Linked DNA regions of Sus scrofa: all the other regions are linked to region 2. The links are chromatin contacts, called in public Hi-C and promoter capture Hi-C maps. All regions are on one chromosome and are shown on one strand. The core of a region is the stretch at or near the end of the contact, and the rest is flanking DNA. Distances in the headings are between cores, read along the strand shown. Region 1 holds the start of TOMM5 (mitochondrial import receptor subunit TOM5 homolog). Region 2 holds the start of SHB (SH2 domain-containing adapter protein B). Region 3 holds the start of EXOSC3 (exosome complex component RRP40). Region 4 has its middle 23 kb from the start of ALDH1B1. Region 5 holds the start of ALDH1B1 (aldehyde dehydrogenase X, mitochondrial).

Region 1 (2,700 bases), core at 133-2,632, 490 kb after region 2:
CTAAACGCTCTCCAAGGGTTAGATGGAGCCATTCCTTGGGAATCAGCCCCTCCCACTCCAGGGCTGCCTCTGCTATTCCACTGCATGAATTATAGATGCAAGAGGTTACTAAAGCCTGAATAAGCAAATGAGTTCCCTTTCTTGACTCAATGTGTTACATTCTGTCAATCAGGAAGGCAGGGGGTTGGGGGGGGGGGAAGAGCAAGATTTAAGAGTTATCTGTTGCTTCCATAGTAAATTACTGTTCAAATTTATCTAAAATCCATTGTTGCTATGCAATGTACAGTCTAGAAGGAGCATTCTGGTCTTGAATTATGTGAGCAAGTCAGTCATCTGGTTCGTGTCTGAGAATTATATATGGCTAGTTGGCATGCATAATTTGGGGCAGCAGCCTTCTAACAACTGTTTTGATCATTCCGTGACAGGAAATCTGGTTGCATTAAATTCCTACCTTCTGCTTCCAGAGATGCCCATCCAAGCAGGCACTAATAGCTAATAAAGACTAACAGAGGAACAAAAGGGTGCAGGGGAAAGAGAATTCAATTTAATATTATAATTATTTGCATTAGAACCCTGCCTCTGCCCATCATTAGTAGAAAGACTTTAGGAATTACACTGGGTTTCTAAACCTCTCTGTCCTTATCTGTAGAATGTTGAACAGATCTAAACTTGATTTATATACACTGTATCACTGGGCCAATACTGTAATTTGTGATGATCAGTTAACACTGAAAATGAGATGACAATAATAAAACGTAAAATGTTAAAAACTATGTGTCTGGGACCCTACTGGTCTAACTAGGTACACAACCCTGCTCAGAATTGACTAGTTGTGTACCTTGAGCAAATGTCATCATCTTTGTCTTTTTATTTTAGCTCATCATTAAAAAGTTCAAAATTATTCATAATAAAAGACTGGAATAATTAACTGAAATGATACACTAATCACCACCTAAGTTATTTTCAATATTTTGCTAATATCCTTTCATCTCTCTTTCCCAACCCTTTTTTTTCCCCCTGAGGTATTTTAAACACTATCTGGGCAAGTTGTTTTAAAGATCTCTGTGCTTTAATTTTCTTATCTAGAAAATGAAAATAATAATATCGAATTCATGAGTAGAAATGTACTGCGTATTTAATAAATGCTAACTATTATTATTTAAGATGGTACCTAAGTGCACCTCCCCCTCCGAGGCGCAAAACCACTTTGCCGCTCCACGCGCGGGGCTCAAGACAGGAGCCTGCAGGAACCCGAGTCGCGCGTCGCTAAGATGGCGTGTGCCCCCTTCAGGCCGCCCTCCTTCAGAACAAGTCAATGTAAGGATGAATTTTGTCCTTCGCAGGCTCCCGTCGCAGGAGTCGAAAACGAGGGGCGGGAACAGGAAATGGGATTGGGTCGAGTTCCGGGCGCCACACGGAAGCTGAGAATTGCAGAGCGCGACCACTGGAATTGGTGAGGCAGAGCCGCGATGTTCCGGATCGAGGGCCTCGCGCCGAAGCTGGACCCTGAGGAGATGAAACGGAAGATGCGTGAGGATGTGATCTCTTCCATACGGAACTTCCTCATCTATGTGGCCCTGCTGCGAGTCAGTGAGTGTCCTTTCAGGCTGTGGCCGTGAAACTAACAGGGAGCTCGCGGACACTGCCCTCCAACTTTGATCCCATTGGCCTTTGGGGGCCTTGAACTAAACTAAGCGGTCGCTGGGCGCAAGGGACGTGCACGTCGAGGGCAGCGGGCGCATGCGCGACGCGGTTAGGATCTGCTTGTGAGGGCTGGAGTGTTTTAGGGCACGCGGCGACCTGGACCTCGAGGTTGAATCACGGTCCAGGGTAATCACCCAGCCCGACCGTTTGAAATGAAAGCGCCTCAAGGGTTATCTCCCAGAGCAGCTACCTCGTTTTGCACACAGAAAAACTTGTGTCTAGAGTGGATAAATGGCAGGCTCAAGGTCACTCAGCGATTTGGTGAATGATCTTGACCTAGAATCCAGAATTCTTTACTCGCTGCCAAGTTTCCTTCCATTATTGCTGACCTCTGAAATCCAAAAGGTTTTGTTCCTTTTATTTGTATGGAGGGCGGAGTAAATAATTGCTATTTTAAAAGAATGACGAAAAAAGAGTATGAGTTAATAGGATTAATTTTTTTTTCTCTTGGCCACACAGAGGCATATGGAAGTTACCCGGCTAGGAATCTAATCTGAGCCAGAGCTGCAGCCTATGCCACGGCTGCAGTAACAGCCGGATCCTTAACAACTGCTCTGGACCGGGGCTGGAACCGCGCCTCCACAGAAACAAACCCGATGTGTTAATCACTGGGCCACAGTGGAAACTTCCTAATAGGACTGATGATAATACCTGAGAGTTTATTCGATTTTATTTTTGATAGAAACTATTTGCACTGCCTGATCTTCACAATAGCCCTGGGAGAGGCAGGACATAAATCTCTGTCCACTTTGCAAATAAGAACTCCACATTTAGAGGGCACTTACGCAAATTATCAGAATTACCAGCACACAATATTAGATCTGGATGCAGTTTTATAGATCAGTTTTCTAGTTTTACTGATAGGAATTTGAGAAGCACTTTGCCCCTCCGTCTCATTTTCAGTTCAGTGTTCTTTTCCTTGTTCCTTGCTGTATGTTAGTAGGTCCTTGATGAAGAGGAAGAGACGATTCAAATAAATGAAGGTCATACTAAGGT
Region 2 (2,700 bases), core at 73-2,572:
TCAGACTGAGAGTTTGACCTCCACCTCCAGTCCTGACCAAAAGAGCCAGTGGCCTTGCTCCCTGGTTTTTCAGGTGCCAATTTTCCTATAGGATATAGGAAAAAGTAGATTCTCCCAAAGCCCATCTGTAATGTACATGTTGCAAGTGGAGATAATTAATGATTTGGACAACCATCCTAATAAATCAGCATTTTTAGAGAATTTCTCAGATCTCAGTTCTTACCCATCAGGGTATGTCATATTCTGGGGCTTGACCAGCCAAATTCAAAGGAGCTCTAGTGCATTTACTTCCTTTCCAGGCAGTTCTTCAGTCTCTGGAGAGCGTATCTGCCTCCCAGGGAAAGCTTCACTGAGCATGATATGCCCCTGACTCGACCATGATATGCCCCTGACTCGACCTCAGTTTCCTCATTTTAATAATCAAAGAACGATGGGAAATGACACAATTTCGGCACCATCAGACTACTTAGCTGGCATTCAGGCCCACCTGGGTGACCTTGCTCTGAGCCTCAGTATCTCCATCATGTAAAGTGAGAGCCCTGGATTAAACGGAGCCTTGCCAGCTCCTACAACTTTAGGCATTAAATGTTCCAACAGTTCATTCTGCCAAGCTGGCTGTGAGCTGGGTTAAAGCCATGGCTTCCTCAGAAGTGAAAAGGTAAGCAAACATTTCGACCTCTCAGGTTGGCTCTCCCATTGGTGCGGAGCCGGGCCCCTGCCACCTATCCTGGCTGCATCCTTCATCTGGATTGCTAAAACACTTATTAGCATAAAGATTTTTTCCGATGATCTGGCACAGGGGGAGGAACGGGAGTCTTCGTGTCTTTAAGCAGGGGATAGGCACCCTGTTCCTAAGGGGCCTTGGCACCGCATTTCCTCCAAGTGGATCAAGCTGTTAACTAAAAATGTCCCATGTCCCCAACAGTGGGGATCCCTGCGTAGCATGGCGCGTGGATCTCAAGGGAGGGTTTGGCTTCTGCGCACAGCAGGCTCAGGCTGGCAACCTCTCGCCCTAGGCGGCGGCGGGCCGCGAGTGAGGCGGGGTTGGCTGCGCCGCAGGACCCCGGCGCCCTCAGGCGCGACCCGGGGACTGGCGCCGAGGCGGCCGCGGGAGGTGGCGCTTGCTGAAAGGGAGAGAAGTACTCCAGCCGAGGACCTGGGCGCTAGCGGGGTAGGGCCAGGGCCGAGGTCTGGCAGCAGGGCTGGTGGGGGTGGGCGGGGCGGGGCCTGCGGGGGCGGGCTGGGGGCGGGGCGCGCACAAGCCCGGGGAGGGCGGGGCCGCGGCGCGGGGCGGGCTCTGGCGGACAGAGTGTCACACACGCGGCGGTTCGGGAGGCGGCGACAGCGGCAGCGGCAGGCGCCGCCGGGACGGGCACGGGCGCGCGGGCTCGGGCGGGCGCCGGCTGCCTCCCTCCCTCCCTCCCTCCGTCGCTCGCTCGCTCTCCCGCCTGCTTGCTTGCCGGCCGGGGGCCGGGCTCACCCCACCACTCTTGGGAAGGAAGAAAGGGGCGGGGGGACCGAGGAAGCCGACAAGTTCCCGCAGCAGCGGCGGATCCCGGCCAAGGCGGAGCCTGCGGCTCCGACGGGACAGGAGCGCGCTCCGCGGCGGAGCGCACTGCCAGAGCGTCCGAGGAGGGGGGCGTCTGGGCCTTTCGCTCTCCTTGGGGCCGGGGCCGGGATCCCATGAGACGCGCCCGCGAGGGGCGAGAGATCCGAAGCCCAGGAGGCGCGCGGCGGAGGCGGAGGGCGGTGCTGCAGCTGCCGGAGCCCGGGAGCGGCCGGCAGGAGGCGGCGGAGAGAACTTGAACTTGGCGTCGGGAGCAGGCGCCCCGGACGCCCCTCGCCGGGGCCGGGGCGCCGTGGGACCTGGGAGGCAGCGCTGCCCCCCGAATGGCCGCGGCGGCGGACCGGGCTCCCGCGCCGCGGCCCTAGGCGGCCTCTCGCCATGGCCAAGTGGCTGAACAAGTACTTCAGCTTGGGCAACAGCAAGACCAAGAGCCCCCCACAGCCGCCGCGGCCAGACTACCGCGAGCAGCGGCGCCGGGGCGAACGGCCCTCGCAGCCCCCCCAGGCCGTGCCGCAGGCCCCCGCGGCCGCCTCGGCGTCCTGCGGTACGGCCGCCGCCTCCTGCTTCTCGGCCTCGTCCGGGTCTCTGCCCGACGACAGCGGCAGCACGAGCGATCTCATCCGTGCCTACCGCGCACAGAAGGAGCGCGACTTTGAGGACCCCTACAACGGGCCCGGCTCGTCGCTGCGCAAACTGCGAGCCATGTGCCGCCTGGACTACTGCGGCGGCGGGGAGCCGGGCGGGGGCCAGCGCGCCTTCTCGGCCTCGTCCGCGTCGGGCGCCTCGGGCTGCTGCTGTGCCTCCTCCGGCGCGGGCGCCGCCGCGTCCTCGTCCTCGTCCTCTGGCTCCCCGCACCTCTACCGCAGCAGCAGCGAACGGCGGCCCGCCACGCCGGCCGAGGTGCGCTACATCTCCCCCAAGCACCGGCTCATTAAGGTGGAGAGCGCCGCGGGCGGTGCCGGAGACCCCCCGGGGGGTGCCTGCTCCGGCGGCCGCACTTGGAGCCCGACGGCCTGCGGAGGCAAGAAACTGCTCAACAAGTGTGGCGCCTCGGCGACGGAGGAGAGCAGTGCCGGCAAGAAGGACAAGGTAAGGCGCCCCTCGGCCTCACCCGAGCTTCCAGAGCCACTGTG
Region 3 (2,700 bases), core at 64-2,563, 280 kb after region 2:
GGGCCCTGGTCTCCTATGCATTCCCCAGTCACTGAAGCCACTTTCACAGCCAGAAAACATTGAGCACGCCTTTCGGAAACAAGAACTTCGCAATCGCGGCCCAACGCCTCACTTAGTGCCGCCGTCAGGGTTCGCGGCTCCTAGCCGGACTCCGCACACTTGCTAATGGCCTCGGCTTCCCACGCAACCGCATGCAGGGCCTGCCCGCTGCTCCCATTTCGCGCTTACTCACCAGTGGCCACACGGCTCCGCGGCGGCGAAGCACCTACGTGGTGACACGCAGTGCCCAGGCCAGGCTGCCTTCCCGCCTCCCGGGTGCCTTCCAGCGTCCCACCCTCTGGGCACGCCCTTTTGGGAGGGTCGCGCAGAGCACCGCCCACGAGGTACTTTCGACCCGCCCCTCCCGGCCTCAGCTTCCTGTCTCAGGTAACCACTCTTTTCCAGGCCTCTGGTCTGTGGACTTAGGGATGTGCGTGCCCACGTGCCACCCCCACAGAAGTGCCCTTGTTAGGACTCCTCAGCCGTATCTGGGCTGAGTTCCTGACAGAGACTCCTCTACTGATGCCTGAGAGGCCATCCAGGGATCGTTTCCTGACCTCTCAGGCTGTAACCCAATGTCACTGAGCACAATTCAGGCATGGTCTTGGCCCAGTCGTGATTGAGTTAGTCTTGGTCACCTAATACCTACTGGATTCAGGTCTTCAGGAACTGGGTTGGAGTAGGGAGGAGAGAAAAATAATCTACACCATCCTTTCTGCAAAGGTAACCAACCAGATTGTTTTTACAGCAACTGACTACAAAACAAACAACAAAAATTACATTTCAGTTGACCTCTGGTATCTTATTTAGGTGTCTCACCAGTATCTTACAGAGTATGGAGAGTATATTAGAGGTAATCTCTTTTAAATATGATCAGAGCCACACCCTCCCAAATCCCCAGGAGCTCTGACTCCTACGATTATTTGGCTAAGGCTAATTGGAGGTGCCAGTTGACAGAGGAAACGGTGATTTAAAATTTTTTTTCTTTTTTTGGCCGCACTCGAGGCATGTGCAAGTTACTGGACCAGGGATGGAATCTGTGTCACAGCAAGGCCCCGAGTGAGAACTCTGGAAAATGATTTCAAGTGAGAGTCCTGAAAATCAGAAGAACAGAGCTGATGTGCTATTGATTTGGAATTCAACTGCTTTTCACATAGGCAACTAAAGCTAGCTCCAGGGAAAGCAGTAGCAAGGATTTAACTGCCATTAGCGATTTTTCTAAGCCAGCTAGGGGTAGCGCAATTATGTGGAAATATGCATGCAATATGTATCTATTCGAAGGGAGGAAAAAAGCCTAGGTAGAAATGCACATCAAAATGTTAACATTCATTCTTCCTTTTATTCACCGGGTATTACCTACTTCGTGCCAGGACCTGCGCTACAAACAATGGGAACTAGCTGACAATCTAGCAAGGGAGACAAACGGGCGGCAAGACTAACACGTTTTATGTTCTTATTCTTCTCTATGTTTTCCATTATGTGAATAGATATATTCTCAAGCAAAACCCAAAAAGATTTCATACTGAAAAAGAAAACACTTTTCCTCGTAAAGGTCCTTTTGAGGGCAGAGTCAGAAAGGAGAGCCAACTCAAGAAGGACCTCTGCTCAGTTCCTAAGGCTCCCCGGGAACCAAAGGTGGCGCCGTCTCGTATCGCACCGTCCGATCCGAGACACCGGAAGTGGAGGCTCCGCGACAGACTCAAGCTGCGCGTTTCTCCTGCTGACCACCGCAGGATTAGCGGCCGGCTAGAGACAATCATAGCTACCTTGGGGCAACCTCTGAGAGCACAGAACTGTCAGGCATCACTGCAGTAGTTTCAAGTCCCACAGGCCTGTGCTGCCGGAAACGGAAAGCTTTGGGTGGCCTGGCGATTGGACGCGGACCCGGAAGCCGGAAACTGTTTAGTTACACTCGCTATGGCTGAGCCAGCCGCTCATGCTGCGGAGTCCTTTGCTGGTTGCAGGGCGCGGGCAGCCCGTACAGTGCTGGATCAGGTGGTGCTCCCGGGTGAGGAGCTGCTGCTGCCTGAGCAGGAGGACGGAGAAGGCCCAGGAGGTGCAGGGGAGCGACCGCTGCGCCTGAACGCCGGAGCGCGCCCGCGGGTGCGCGTGGTGTGTGGCCCGGGCTTGCGGCGTTGTGGCGACCGGCTGCTGGTCACCAAGTGCGGCCGCCTCCGTCACAAGGAGGCCGGCGGCGGCGGCGGCAGTGGCGTCTATTGGGTGGACTCGCAGCAGAAGCGGGTGAGCCGGGTCTCCGAAGGGGTGGGACGGCCGGGAGAGGGCTGGGAAGACTCCTCGAGAGAAATACAGAAGGGACCCTGGAGCCCTCTTTTAAGGCTAGCCTACAGCTACCGTAGTCTTGTGCTTACCCTCCGCAACTCCTTTAGGGGGACTGTGAACAACTGTAAAGTGACCCGAGATGGGCGACCAGGAAAGGATTTTGGAGATCTTGTCACATAAGGGGATAAGGGCTGTGAGACACGTCATTATCTTCAAAACTCCAAAAGTCAAGGAGCCGCAGACTTGTCTTTGAGGGTCCCAAAGAACCAGGCTCAATGAGTAGATGTCACAGGGACTTATGCAAACAAACCACTGAACTCATGCAAACAAAAACTAGGGAGTTCCTGAGGATACAGGAACAGAAGGATACAGAAGAGTTGT
Region 4 (2,700 bases), core at 180-2,679, 260 kb before region 2:
GAGTAAGGCTCCTCTGCACCTTGATCTGATGGTGTGCAGGTCCCCTTCCTCCCAGCCCATGGACCACCAAGTGGAAGCCCAGGGATCCTGGCTCCATACCAGAGGACGAGTCCTTTCACTCCACACTATGAAGCAGCTGCCAGTGGGCTGAACCCCACAGGGAGTTCCCTGTGAAGTGGGAGCCTTACCCTCCCTTGCCTCTCAAGGACTATCCTGGAAACTCTGTCCTAAGCCTAGCCAGAGACTAGCATGGAAAAGAGGTGACTCGGGTCCTGCTTTTTTTGGTGGGGGTTTGGGGGATGCATTCTTTTTATGTCCACTAGAGGGTACTGTGTACATGCGTATAGGAGGCTCTGAACACATATCTGGGCATCCTCTCCTGCAAACACTCAAGTAGAGAAACAGGGACAAAGACATCCCCACACGTGCCTACAATCAGACACAAGGATACACAAACCCACAAATCATCACACACAGATGTGTACATACATACGCACCGGCACATGTGCACGAAAACATCTACTCATGAGCATAGTCACATGGCCAGAAGACATACAGAGACACACAATGCATGTATCCATATACACTCAGATCCACACATTTCACCTACACACACACACACACACACACACACACACACCACCACCACCACCACCACCACCACCACCACAAACCTAGGCATACACATGGCCAATTACACGTTGGCAGACAAATACGGTCACATGGGTGGTATTGTAAATACACATTCAGACACAGACATAAGCATGAAAACACAGACACGCATTCATGTCTAAACAGTACAAGTGCACCTACAAGCACACCTACCCTGGGCCTTTGTTATCTTACTTTTGTGGAAAATGAAGTCCCTTGAGGGATGATTAACATCGAGGTGTTTTCTAAGGAAAACAATGGAAATGTCAACTTCATACTCCCGATGGAACGGTTTTATTCGTTAAATGTTAATGAAAGGCAGTTCATTGAGTTTTTAAAGAGAGAAATAGCCACCCTGCTCTGACAAAGCAGAGAACCCAAGTCACAATTTACTAACATGTGGAGTTCTCCGAGATACCCTAAAACAAAAACTGGTTTAAAAAAAAAAATACTAAAGAAATTTCAATAGAAAAATCAATGTAAGCCATAATATTGTGTAAAGGCAAACAGTAAGTCCAAACCAGTCCTTTCTTCTCAGAAAGGATGATACAGAAGCATAGAGTCTTTGCAAGTGATTATCAGATGGCCAAGGCTGGAAGTTTGCCTTCGAAAAGACAAAGGCATTAAAATAAAAGAAAGGATTAAAAAAAGAAGGAGAAAGGGAAAAGGGCCTGTGAAAAGAGCTGCTTCGATAACAGCATTGTATAGCTGAGAAGAGGCAGCTGTCAGAAATGCACTGTGCTCCACACAGCCACATCCTGGCAAGAAACAGGTGTTCCCCGGGCAACAGGCAAAGGATCAAGTGGGAGTGTGAGTGGCACAGACATACACTGGCCATTGCTGTGTCTTCTCTACAGAAGTCTTGTAGACAGGAGGGAGAGGCTTGTCTTCTAGGTAAGAACTGCCAGGTCCACAACCCACCTCTGCCCCCTCCCTGGCACGTGGTACTGGCAGATCCTGCCCCTCCCTGGGCCTCGGTCTCCCCAGGGGAACAAGGAGGAAGTTGCCTTCTCTGCTCTCTAACGTTCCTTTTTTCTCAGACACCTTGTCATTTCAAGCCCCCAGCGGCATCTTTCTGAGACCCCATTGCATCCCATGGCCAGAAATCATCGCGAGTAGCTCTGTTTATGCACTTAACAAAGTGCCCGTTCCAGCCCATCAGCTCGATCCCAGGGAACAATAGCTCAGGAACAGATAAAAGGCATTCATCAGGCAGCCAGGCCCAATTATCATGTCACACTGAATGAATGTATTTTAAAATCTTTTCTGACAAGAAAATGTTCCAAGTAGGTACCTTCAAATTAGCTGGAAAATCCAGAGAATTCACTATTAGGCCTTCTTTGAAGAATCTTTATTCCCCCCTGCTGTTCCAGAGGAATTCCTTGGATATTATTAATTCCTCCTAAGAGTCTGACCTTGTCGTCCCCCACCCCACCCCCGGCTGGGATGGAAACACTTTGTCTGTCTGCCTGACTCCCCGGAAACCATTGCAGAGATGATACACACCACCACCCTGATAGGGCATCACCTGTCCACCAATTTCCAGGGTCAGGTGGGCTCCAGTGAAAATCCAGTTCAATTCCACCCACATTTATTGAGCATCTTTCTGTTCCTGAGAGCCCTGTGATAAAAGCTGAGTCTACCCAGCTCTTGTTGAAAGGACATTCTACTAATGGGGACATGCATGTAAACAGATCCGTGTCAGTGCGAGGGTTTTTTTTGTTTTGTTTTGTTTTGTTTGGTCTTTTTGCCATTTCTTGGGCCGCTGCTGCGGCATATGGAAGTTCCCAGGCTAGGGGTTGAATCGGAGCTGTAGCCACCAGCCTAAGCCAGAGCCACAGCAACTCAGGATCCAAGCTGTGTCTGCGACCTACACTATAGCTCACGGCAACCTCGGATCCTTAACCCACTGAGCAAGGCCAGGGATCGAACCTGCAACCTCATGGTTCCCAGTCAGATTCATTAACCACTGCGCCACGACGGGAACTCCTACTTTTTTTTTTTTTTTTTTTTTTTGTCTTTTCTGTCTTTTTAGGGCTGAACCCGTGG
Region 5 (2,700 bases), core at 2-2,501, 280 kb before region 2:
ACACAAATGAAAGATTCCTAGGAAGCCATCCCTTGGGGAGAAGCTGAGCCAGCAGACCTGACAGGGGTGCATGCAGGGTTCACTCTGTTCAGGACTCTGACCCACGCTGGGACAGAAGCGATCTTGCATCCATTAGGCCTGCGTCTGAGGAGGGAGGAGTCCCTGGGGAGGTCAGGATAAGGTGGATGGGGGGGTTAACCAATCCACGGGGTAGGGGTGGAGGGGGCTAAAGAGGGCAAGAGGATTGATCACAGACCAAGGTTGGCAAGGCTACTTTCATGCACAGCCAAGGCTGTTTCTATTCTAGGGACCTACTTGGGGTCGCCTCAGGGGCCTCCACCATCATGTGGGTAGAGAAGTGCTCACAGAACATCATACTTTACAGTCTGCAGGCCATCTTCTGAGCAATCAATTCACCTGAGGCTTCTAGAAGCCCCAAGAGAATTTAGGTTGATGATGACAACCCATTCTGGAAGAAGGTTGGGGATCAGAGAGGTTCTGGGACTCACTGAGGACACACAGCAAGTAAGAATAGGAGCCTCAGCCTGGATTCCCACAGCCCTATCTTTGTGTTTCCCCCCTCCTACGGACAACTCTTTTATTAGCGCCCACTGTGCCCACTGGGTCATCGAGGACCGGGTAGCGCCCACCTTATCCTTTCTGCTGGAGGGAGTGCGTGTACTGGCCTCACAGCTACAATCCGGGGCTCTCTACTACAGTGGGCCCAGTGGCGGGGAGCGACGAGGTCAAGGTAACCGGGAAGATTTGAGGTTTCAAAGGTCTGTGTCTTCAGGGCCCCTCCGGCGCCACCCAGAGACCCGGTGTGGGAGGCGGGGTGGGAAGCAGGAAGAGGTTCCCACAGCGTTCCCTCGGGCGGAAAGGCGGGCCCCCAAATCGGGAAGCCGAGACCCAGGGAGGAAGCCTGCGTTGCAGCGAAGGGAGTCGTGGCCAGTCCGTGAGAAGTGGGGGCCGAGGAGAGAGGGGCGCCAGTTACCTGCAGCAGGCTGGAGCTCGCGGTCTGTTTTGGGATCCGACTCCCCCAGGTCTAGTCTGGCCACCGGCCCGGGGCTCGCCACAGGCCCCGCCTCCGCGTAGTTCGAAGCTCAGCAGCCAATGAGGCTCCGCCTGCGCCCAGGGCGCCGCAGACCTTCCGCAGCGCGGCCAACGCCGCTCCTACCCCCAAGCGCTGGCTGTTCTATGCCTTCAGGATTGGGGGGGGGGGGGGTGCTGCTAGCTCACTACCCTTCTCAAGGTCTAGTGGCCCCCTATCCCTGCGAATATTCCGCACCATGCAAGCGCTCCTTCTCAGGCATCGCCACGCAGAGCTAGGGGTCCTAAGACGCACGTTTGGGCGCGGAAACAAAAATCCAGAAACGATAGGACTTCAAAGGTCACACATCAATGGGAGCCTGGGCCCCAACTGTATTTTTCCTTTCTCCTTTGCACACAATGCACCTTATTAGGTTACCATTCTCCCCCGCCCCCGCGCGCAGTGCCCGAGTTTTGTGGAAGTTCCCGGCCAGGTAGGGCCAGGTATAGAACCCGCGCCACAGCAGCAACTCAAGTCGCTGCAGTGACAACTTGGAATCCTTAACCTAGGATGCCCAGCAAGGGAACTCCTGAGTTCCTATCCTTGAGGCTCTCCTTAGCCTCTTCTGTGCCTTTCCCTCTCTCTCACTTCTTTTTCCTTGGTTCACTAATTTGTCTTCCACCTTCACTGCTCTTTTTCCCAGTAGATTTTATATTTGAGCTTTTAAAAGCTGCATTGGAGCGGGGGTGGGGTGGGGCTAAGGACACCAAGAATATATGCACAATGCAGAAAGCTTTGAAAACACAGAAAAGGTTCCAAGAAGAAAAAAATATTATCTTCAATCCTTTCACCCAAACGTTACCATCCATCTTGCTGATACTTTTTTCCTCTGCATTGTTCAAAAACTCTTTTAATGAAAATGAAATCATATGGTGACTTCTTTTTTGCTGCCTTTTAAAAGCAATTTACTCTGAACCTTTTATGGTGTCACTAATTAATTAAATGGCAACATCATCCTCTCCCGGGTGGCCTAGAATTGTGTGGTAAGATGGCTTGTTGATGGACATGGAGACTGTTTCCATTTGTTGTTGCCATACGGGATGCTAATTCCTGAACCTGCCGTCTTCCACCGGCTCCACCTCCACTGCACCCTCCTGGTTGGAGAAGTTAGGAAGCTCTGAGCAGGCCCCCAGCCTCATTTGCAGCTAGAGTTCTGAATGTAAACTAGGTGGTGCCGATTAGCAGTACCACTGCCACATGTGGCAGGTGGAGGGTACAGTCCTGCTGCCTTTGGGTCATCACTAGTATGATGGCAGAAATGTGAGGTTTTCTGCATTCTTCTCCAGCTCCCTGGGTATGAGATGCCTGCTGCAGCTGTGGTTCCTTGACTCCAGCTACTTGTTCCCTGCTCTTTAAATCATGGCCTAAGGACTGTGTCTTGAGCTAAATAGCCCCCAAAGTGGTCTCAGAGGGTAACAAGGCTGGTGGACTCTATCCATCTTGTTCTGAGTCAGTCCTGAAGGTCAAGTCCTCCCTGATTCTCCATCCCTCTGGCCCTTCCAGCAATTCTGTCAGCACCCACTCTCTCTCTTAAATCTCTACCTCTCCATATATTTAGAATATGCACATTTTCCTGTTTGAACCTGATTAATTTATATAATTCTTTCCCT

What was found. Promoter capture Hi-C pulls out the DNA fragments that hold promoters and counts their contacts. A called contact is a pair of places that touch in the nucleus more often than the background predicts.
Region 1: a contact with region 2 is called in a Hi-C map of liver, with 6 times the contacts expected there. The contact joins the promoter of TOMM5 here to the promoter of SHB in region 2. A contact is called at or near these places in 1 of 5 promoter capture datasets (fetal liver) and 4 of 47 Hi-C or Micro-C datasets (embryonic fibroblasts, heart right ventricle, liver and 1 more).
Region 3: a Hi-C map of embryonic fibroblasts shows a contact between it and region 2, with 1.5 times the contacts expected there. The contact joins the promoter of EXOSC3 here to the promoter of SHB in region 2. A contact is called at or near these places in 2 of 47 Hi-C or Micro-C datasets (embryonic fibroblasts and epiblast stem cells).
Region 4: a Hi-C map of fetal skeletal muscle shows a contact between it and region 2, with 2.7 times the contacts expected there. The contact joins the enhancer-like site here to the promoter of SHB in region 2. A contact is called at or near these places in 1 of 5 promoter capture datasets (fetal skeletal muscle), 8 of 47 Hi-C or Micro-C datasets (fetal heart ventricle, fetal skeletal muscle, fibroblasts and 4 more) and 1 of 2 datasets of contacts at active chromatin or transcription factors (skeletal muscle).
Region 5: a promoter capture Hi-C map of liver shows a contact between it and region 2, with 4 times the contacts expected there. The contact joins the promoter of ALDH1B1 here to the promoter of SHB in region 2. A contact is called at or near these places in 4 of 5 promoter capture datasets (fetal liver, fetal skeletal muscle and liver), 6 of 47 Hi-C or Micro-C datasets (epiblast stem cells, liver, retroperitoneal adipose tissue and 1 more) and 1 of 2 datasets of contacts at active chromatin or transcription factors (skeletal muscle).

Annotation. Positions count from the first base shown.
Region 1 is chr1:238,331,748-238,334,447 of Sscrofa11.1, reverse strand. TOMM5 (mitochondrial import receptor subunit TOM5 homolog) reads left to right here and starts at 1,382. Exons shown (of 2, transcript XM_003122021.5): 1 at 1,382-1,590. The coding sequence starts at 1,470. It overlaps LOC102165621 (a long non-coding RNA gene), which reads right to left and starts at 1,263. Exons shown (of 3, transcript XR_301353.3): 1 at 1,172-1,263.
Region 2 is chr1:238,825,046-238,827,745 of Sscrofa11.1, reverse strand. SHB (SH2 domain-containing adapter protein B) reads left to right here and starts at 1,322. Exons shown (of 6, transcript XM_021066254.1): 1 at 1,322-2,656. The coding sequence starts at 1,946.
Region 3 is chr1:238,540,369-238,543,068 of Sscrofa11.1, reverse strand. It overlaps EXOSC3 (exosome complex component RRP40), which reads left to right and starts at 1,313. Exons shown (of 4, transcript XM_001929006.4): 1 at 1,313-2,280. The coding sequence starts at 1,957.
Region 4 is chr1:239,085,615-239,088,314 of Sscrofa11.1, reverse strand. No RefSeq gene overlaps it. Among named protein-coding and RNA genes, the nearest start is that of ALDH1B1, 23 kb to the left of the region's middle. Within about 2 kb of position 1,429, at least 5 of the 83 cell types and tissues checked have an H3K27ac peak or open chromatin away from gene starts, as enhancers often do. A contact at or near this core is called in fetal skeletal muscle, where this site is marked.
Region 5 is chr1:239,108,365-239,111,064 of Sscrofa11.1, reverse strand. It overlaps ALDH1B1 (aldehyde dehydrogenase X, mitochondrial), which reads right to left and starts at 1,251. Exons shown (of 2, transcript XM_003353586.5): 1 at 995-1,251.